Regions from separate parts of the Mus musculus genome. Here region 1 is linked to region 2. The links are chromatin contacts, called in public HiChIP or PLAC-seq maps. All regions are on one chromosome and are shown on one strand. Each heading gives the region's core, a stretch centred on a gene start, on an enhancer-like site or on the middle of the called end of the contact. The rest is flanking DNA. Distances are from core to core; before and after follow the strand shown.

The links. HiChIP or PLAC-seq counts read pairs in DNA pulled down with a chosen protein or histone mark.
Region 1: a contact with region 2 is called in a CTCF HiChIP or PLAC-seq map of the NIH/3T3 cell line, with 7 read pairs. The contact joins two enhancer-like sites. A contact is called at or near these places in 1 of 15 datasets of contacts at CTCF or cohesin (the NIH/3T3 cell line) and 5 of 115 datasets of contacts at active chromatin or transcription factors (bone marrow-derived dendritic cells, embryonic fibroblasts, embryonic stem cells and 1 more).

What each region holds. Positions count from the first base shown.
Region 1 is chr7:89,883,239-89,886,544 of GRCm38.p6, reverse strand. It overlaps Ccdc81 (coiled-coil domain containing 81), which reads left to right. Exons shown (of 15, transcript NM_001162979.1): 7 at 276-399. Among named protein-coding and RNA genes, the nearest start is that of Ccdc81, 19 kb to the left of the region's middle. Within about 2 kb of position 1,869, at least 16 of the 459 cell types and tissues checked have an H3K27ac peak or open chromatin away from gene starts, as enhancers often do. A contact at or near this core is called in the NIH/3T3 cell line, where this site is marked.
Region 2 is chr7:89,578,664-89,581,835 of GRCm38.p6, reverse strand. No RefSeq gene overlaps it. Among named protein-coding and RNA genes, the nearest start is that of Me3, 53 kb to the left of the region's middle. Within about 2 kb of position 1,590, at least 9 of the 459 cell types and tissues checked have an H3K27ac peak or open chromatin away from gene starts, as enhancers often do. A contact at or near this core is called in the NIH/3T3 cell line, where this site is marked.

The DNA of each region.
Region 1 (3,306 bases), core at 620-3,119, 300 kb before region 2:
AATCTTGTGACTCTCAACCTCTTACACCACTATCTGTTTGGTGGCTGGATCTCTGTTGCTTGACCAGGTCATGATGAATAGCATAAATGCATGAGGTAAACTCTAGGGCACACTCAGTCTTAATAGGGCAGGAGATATTTAAACAAAAGAAAGAGCACGGTTACATGAAACTATTCCTTGGTAGAAACCTTCAGAAGTTATGTGTGTATTTAGCTACTATTTAGCTGTTTGAGAATTGAATAGAATGCCTCTTGTTATTTGCATTTGTTATTTAGAGATATCATCACCCAAGAAACACCGTGAGAGGCAATCTATCTCTCCTGCTAAAGTGACAAGCGTCAGCTTGCTGGACAAGTTTGAGCGAAGTGGGAACGGTGGGAAGATCACGGCCTGTGAAAAGTAATTCAGTGACTTTTTTCTCTTGCATCTTATTAAATATAATTTTGAAGTCTTGGATGACCCAGGGAATCTTAATAATTCTTCTGTTCCTTATTAATTGTTATTGAGAACATTCTATGTGAGACGTGATGGGGATTCTAGAGGTGACCAGGACTGATAATCTAAAGGAAAATCCAGACACATGTGACAGATAATACATTGTGGGTAAGGGGAATAAACGTTATTCAGTAGAGGCAGAAATAGCACAGGGAGCACTCAGGCTGTCTGATTTCTTTCAGAAATTACTTCTCAACTCTATAGGCGCCGAGCAGTGGTGGCACATACCTTTAATCCCAGCATTTGGGAGGCGAGGCAGGTGGATTTCTGAGTTCAAGGCCAGCCTGGTCTACATAGTGAGTTCCAGGACAGCCAGGGTTATGCAGAGAAACCCTGCTTGACACCCCCCCCCCCAACCTCAAAACAAAACCCAAACAAACCCTTATAGGCATTGTTGATTTCTGGATGCTTAGACATCATATGACAGGTTTATACTGATATTAAATGGAATGTAAGTTTGTCACATGAGCCTGACAGTAGAGTCACCTGTGTTTCTGACTTACCTCCTTTTTGCTGCCTTTCTAATATCTTCTGTAATGACTATTTGGGCAAGGTCTCTATCTTTTGGGTAGGGTCAGTCTTTTTACTGCTTAAGTAGATTAGTATCACGTTGCTGATTTTTGGTTCTTAGCTAAGTTTTGCTCAACATTTAATTGAGGTTTCTATATTTTCTTCTGTTAGGTGTCCCAAAGAGATGTCTAAGCTGTTCTTTCTTGTAGTTTTAAAGACTTACTTTTCTTAGTGTTTGTATTTTTTGCTCCTCACAGGAGTTGTGATTTTCTGGGAAAATTCATAGGCATTGTCATTTCCTTTGCTTCAGTTTGGCTCCTACGGAATATACATCGGAGCTTCTAAATCTGGTTTCTGTTTCTCTATTTTTAAAATATATTTCTTTCTTTCTTTTTTTTTAACCTTTGTGCTGCTTTTAAAGTAGGATTCTCAGTTTCATTTTAAATATCAGTATAGGTTGTTTGTGTTTATATATCATATATTTTACTACTGTAGAGGATGTATTTCTTTGTTTTAATTAGAGGACCACTTTGCGATGTCCGTTCTCTCCCACCATGTTGTTGGCCCTTTGGTCTCTCTTTTAATTACTTTCCATGCTTTTCCGGTTTATCCAGGCCCACCCCCTCTCTCTGAGAGCACATGTTTAATAGTAGGTTTACCTCCTGCACCGTTGCTGTCATTTCCTTGGTACTGAGTACTGAATTACCTCACTTGTTGGATGCTGGCAGAGACTCTCTAAGTTCTCACATGCTTAAAATGCTTGGCCGTTTTGCTTTCAGAGTTTGCTGTGTAGAAGTATTTCCCCATGTGTTCTTCTCTGTTACATTGTTAGCATACCATTCAAGTTGTACAGTTAAAACACTGGCACATACTTATAATATTTAAAGCCATTTTCCTGAGTAATACTAGAAACCATTCCCATATCCTGTGTGACCTCAGTTGTTGGTTTCTGACAAGGGGGTGGAGCCTGTGTGATGTAAGAGGAAGAGACTGTGATGAAGGGATTAGGATTGTGGTAGGAAGCACTCTGTAGGACTGAGGGGAAGCAAAGTTCCATATCCCATTAGAAAATTCAGCCACCGGCACCTATAGCACATCTAGGCAACATATCTACAATGCAGCTAATCCTTATGACCTCTGCTGCTCCCACACTGATCCACACCAGTGTCGCAGTAAATCACCAACTCAAATATGCCCCAGCAATAAAAACACAACTCAATATGAATACATGCTGTGCACCTAGATTGGGCAGATCTACTGCTACACTACCATCTTCCCCATCTATGAGACCCCTTAAAACTTGTAGTTTCTCCAGGCCATGTGCTTCTGCTCCGCTTTTCTTCTTCCTCCTCCTCCTCTGTGTCCTCTCCCTCTTCTATTTTCTTCTTCTCTCTCCCCACCTTCTGCTCCACCTTCCCTTTTATCTGCCTAAGCATCACTTCTCCTTTATTTTACAAATTAAGATGGGAGGCAGGTTCACCTGAGTGCCTACTCATTCCTTGTTTGCCACCACTCAAGGGAGAACGAATTAACATCAAATGTAATTAGCCCCAGGGCTATCCACAGCACACCAATGCCTTTCTTCTGAGTTGTTAGAACGATCTCTGTCCTACCATTCTTCACCATTATCTCTATATTACTTTCCTTGTTGCTGTAATTCAATGTCTGATGAAGGCAGCTTAAGAAAGAGAGGTCTTATTTTGGGTCACAATTCAAGGGGAGGGGGGCGTGCATCATGGCAGGGGAGCTTTGAACAGCTGTCACAGTCAGAAAGCAGAGAAATGGATGTGAATGCTCAGCTTGCTTTGTTCTTTTCATTCATCCTGGCCGTAGAATGGTATCTCTAGGACCAGGGTGGGACTTACAACCTAGGTTAATGAATTCCAGAAATGCTCACAAACCTTCTTAGATTATCCTAGATGCTGTCAAGTTGTTATTTAACCAGCACAGTATCCACTTATTTTTTTCTCAGTGCTTCAGCCAAAATAATCCTGTGTAAGACAGATGATGGCATCTACTACCTAAATCTTCCAGGCTCCCCTACTCTCTTGCAAGAGACATAGTCCTTCTCTTTGCAGTAAGAGTCCTTCCTGCCTAGTCTCTGACTTGATTTCTCCCATGCTTCTCATCTTTTACTTGCCTCGCTCCAGCAACACAGATCCAAGAATGTCCCCACCCAAAGTTCCCAAGGACTTTGCTCCCATCTGCTCTCCTGAAATGTCTTTCCCATTGGGAGTCCACATGTTCATCCCACTTTCTTCTGGCATCCAGGCCAATGTTTTCTTGGTAGGGAACGTTCCT
Region 2 (3,172 bases), core at 341-2,840:
GATGGGTGATTGATAACAGAGCCAAGATTTGAGCCTGGATTTCACATTTATCTCTTTATGTCTAGAGTCCTAAATTGATATATAATTTTGCTTCTTTTTAAAATAATCAATAATTAAATTGTAGGATAACTATAGTTTTATTATTTACTCTCTCCTAAACTGTGAGTTCAGTTAATTTAATCTGATGGTATTCACTTAATAGGCATTTATTAAGCACTCTTGTGGTCTTACTTTCTCTTTTTGAGGCAGGACCTGATTGTTAGGCTTCTTCAGAGTCCCAGATCCCACCAGTACCTAGAACGTATAGTGTCTTGAGTTATCTATGGCAAAATCACTAGGTACATTAACATTGATCAGAAAGCAAGGAAGAGGAAAGAAGTTAAAGAGAGGTGAAAATACTAGATAAATCACTATTCCCCTGACATTTCTTTTCTCCCAGCCACCTAGCTCTTTTTTTTTTTTTAAATAAGGGTCCATCCCATTTTTCTTAGGTAGAGGAGAGAAACATGCCTTCTACTTATCAATTTCTTGCTGTTGTTTTAAATTTAACAAGGTGTTGGATTCCAACCTGTCTGCATAAACTCCTGCAAGCACCAATAGCATCGTCTGGCTCAAGTGAATCACTGCCTTTAATCCTGAACTCCGGTTGATTAATGTACCCATACTTGTGGGGACATGCTTGACATCCAGACAAAAACAACTTACTCTGTATAGCAAAATGACCTCAGAGACTGCCCTTGTAATTCATGGGATTTACAGGCTGTTGAAGCAATAGCAATACCTGTTCTTCTGTGGACTTATGGCCATCTCTAAAAAGAGACTCACTCCCAAGGTCCCTGCGGTGCTCCACATACACACTCTTCCTTGTTACTTGCATGAGTTCCAGATTTAATTTACCACCCAAAAGAGCTGACTAGAACTTGATTGTGTTAAATGATACATCATAAAAGTCTTTGGATGAGCTGTAAGAAAATCTAGTGTTTTCACGGCAAACACAGAACTTAGGGAGAGACCAGATATTTCTGTCTGTCCCCTAAATGGAGCTATAGCTATAGATTTATCAGGAAGTTCATGACAGAATCTTAATTCTGAAGTTTCCTTCTAAGGCTCTATTGCTACTTTTTTTTTCCCCTTGGTTTTTCGAGGCAGGGTTTCTCTGTGTAACCCTGGCTGTCCTGGAACTCACTTTGTAGACCAGGCTGGCTTCGAACTTAGAAATCCGCCTGCCTCTGCTACTTTTAAACTTGTAATTCTGTATTAATTACCTTAAGGAGCTCGTTACCTTTGGGTCCTATCGAGCCGTTAGAACCCAAAGAATCTGTTCCAGCTTTAGGCAGGTTTCTGTGCAACACGTGGTCCAATTGTTCCAGATGAATCAGAAGCTAAAGATTTGACATATCCCCTTGTCTCTGTCTCCTCTACCCTTTTCGGTACTTCTGACACAGATTTCAGGAGCTATCCACCAGAGTCACCCCAAAGGAAATAAATCCCAAGAAGAAGAACTATTTCCCACAACCAAGGGTCAACTAAGGGATACATTTCCTTAGTAGAGACTTTCCCAAGTTCTCTGTCATTGACTAGTACTCCCAAGCTATCCAAGGCATGTTAGAAATGAACCACAGAAGTAGGAAAGGATTCTACACATTCCTTTCACTGAGCCCAGAACCCCCCTCCCAAATTCCTATGATTCATAATTTAAAAAACAGCTCTTATATATAATTAGGAAAAAAGTATTTTTTACTCATCCTTGAACCAATAGCATGTGGCATTTTATAGGCACCTAATTGATTTTAACCACATAAATGGACAAATGAATTCATCTATGCAATAGGAGAGGTGAAACGTTAGGAGAGGAAGTGAACCAGTCATAAGTAGGGAAGAAAAGGAGAGGGAGATGTCAGGGCATGTAAATATGACTTGAGCTATGTGAACAAAATCTAATGCGCATATTAAGTAGCCGTGACCCCCTGCTTTTTTGAGTTATAAGAAATTAGAGATTCTCACGAAAGGACGGTTGGCACCCTGGAGGGAGGTCTCCACCTTATCTTGCAGTTTTCAACAGTTCAGGGACATCAGTGCACAAAGGAAAGTTGCCAAATAAGGAAAGGTCAATATTGACCTAGAGATATCTTTGTTTTTCCATCTGCCTGGAAATTGGTTCAATCACATTTAATGCGTGGGTGAGCATAAAGCTTTGAGAATTAGTTCAAATAAACTGCGCAAATAGAGCTATAACTACCTTAATGTAAGTACCAGCAGAATAGAAATTTCTTTATTTAACTCCTCTACTCCTGCAGTGCCAGGGTCAAATTAATCTTCACTTTGTATTTTATATGTACTGCCTCTAAAATTAGCATGTATATAATCACATTTCTTAGCTTTTACACAAAGATTTGAATGATATGTTATTCTTTAAGGTTCTGTCTCCTTTCCCAACAGTGTTCTAATGTGCCCTGAACTACTCCTAAATTTGCTTTTTGCTCTAGCAATCTTTGATACAACTCTAGGAAATTTATGTGGAGCTGTGTACTAAGAGGTATGAATCCAGCAATGACTGGAGACCAGACTCTGGGTCTGAATGTGCCTGCTATGACAAACACCATGAGGTTTGAAGGGCTCTGACATAGTTGGGGATTCATGGCACAAGGGGACTCATGATGAAGGTCAGGAAATGGAACCAGGAAGGCCGAAGAACCTTCTGTGAACTGATGGGGTCCATATACTGCTGCATCATGTATTCCTGGTCTCCCAACCTCACTTCACTGTGGTTTTAGTTGACTCTGTCTTGTAAGTTTCAGTTGTCTTGAAACACAAGTTTGTGTTTCAGCTTTGTTACTGTTCAGTAACATGAATTGGAAGAAACTGGAGGCATTTGACTCTCGTCTTTATGATGTAGCCATAGATCATAGAATTAATAAAAGGACTCAATGTATTCTCCTATGTCAAATTCTTACAGTACTACCTGGCATCTGGAGAGAAAAAAGCTTTTTGACTGGCTTTATGTCTGTGAACCATCAGAAGTGATGTTTGGACATATGTCGTAAAGAGTTAGCAATGCACATGTAAATTAATGATGTGCAGAATCAATCATCCCTGCCACCTGCCTCAAAGTTTCTGAACTGTAGGAATAGAGGTTCTGTTACCAATAGCCTGCCTGTCCGACTGTCTGTCT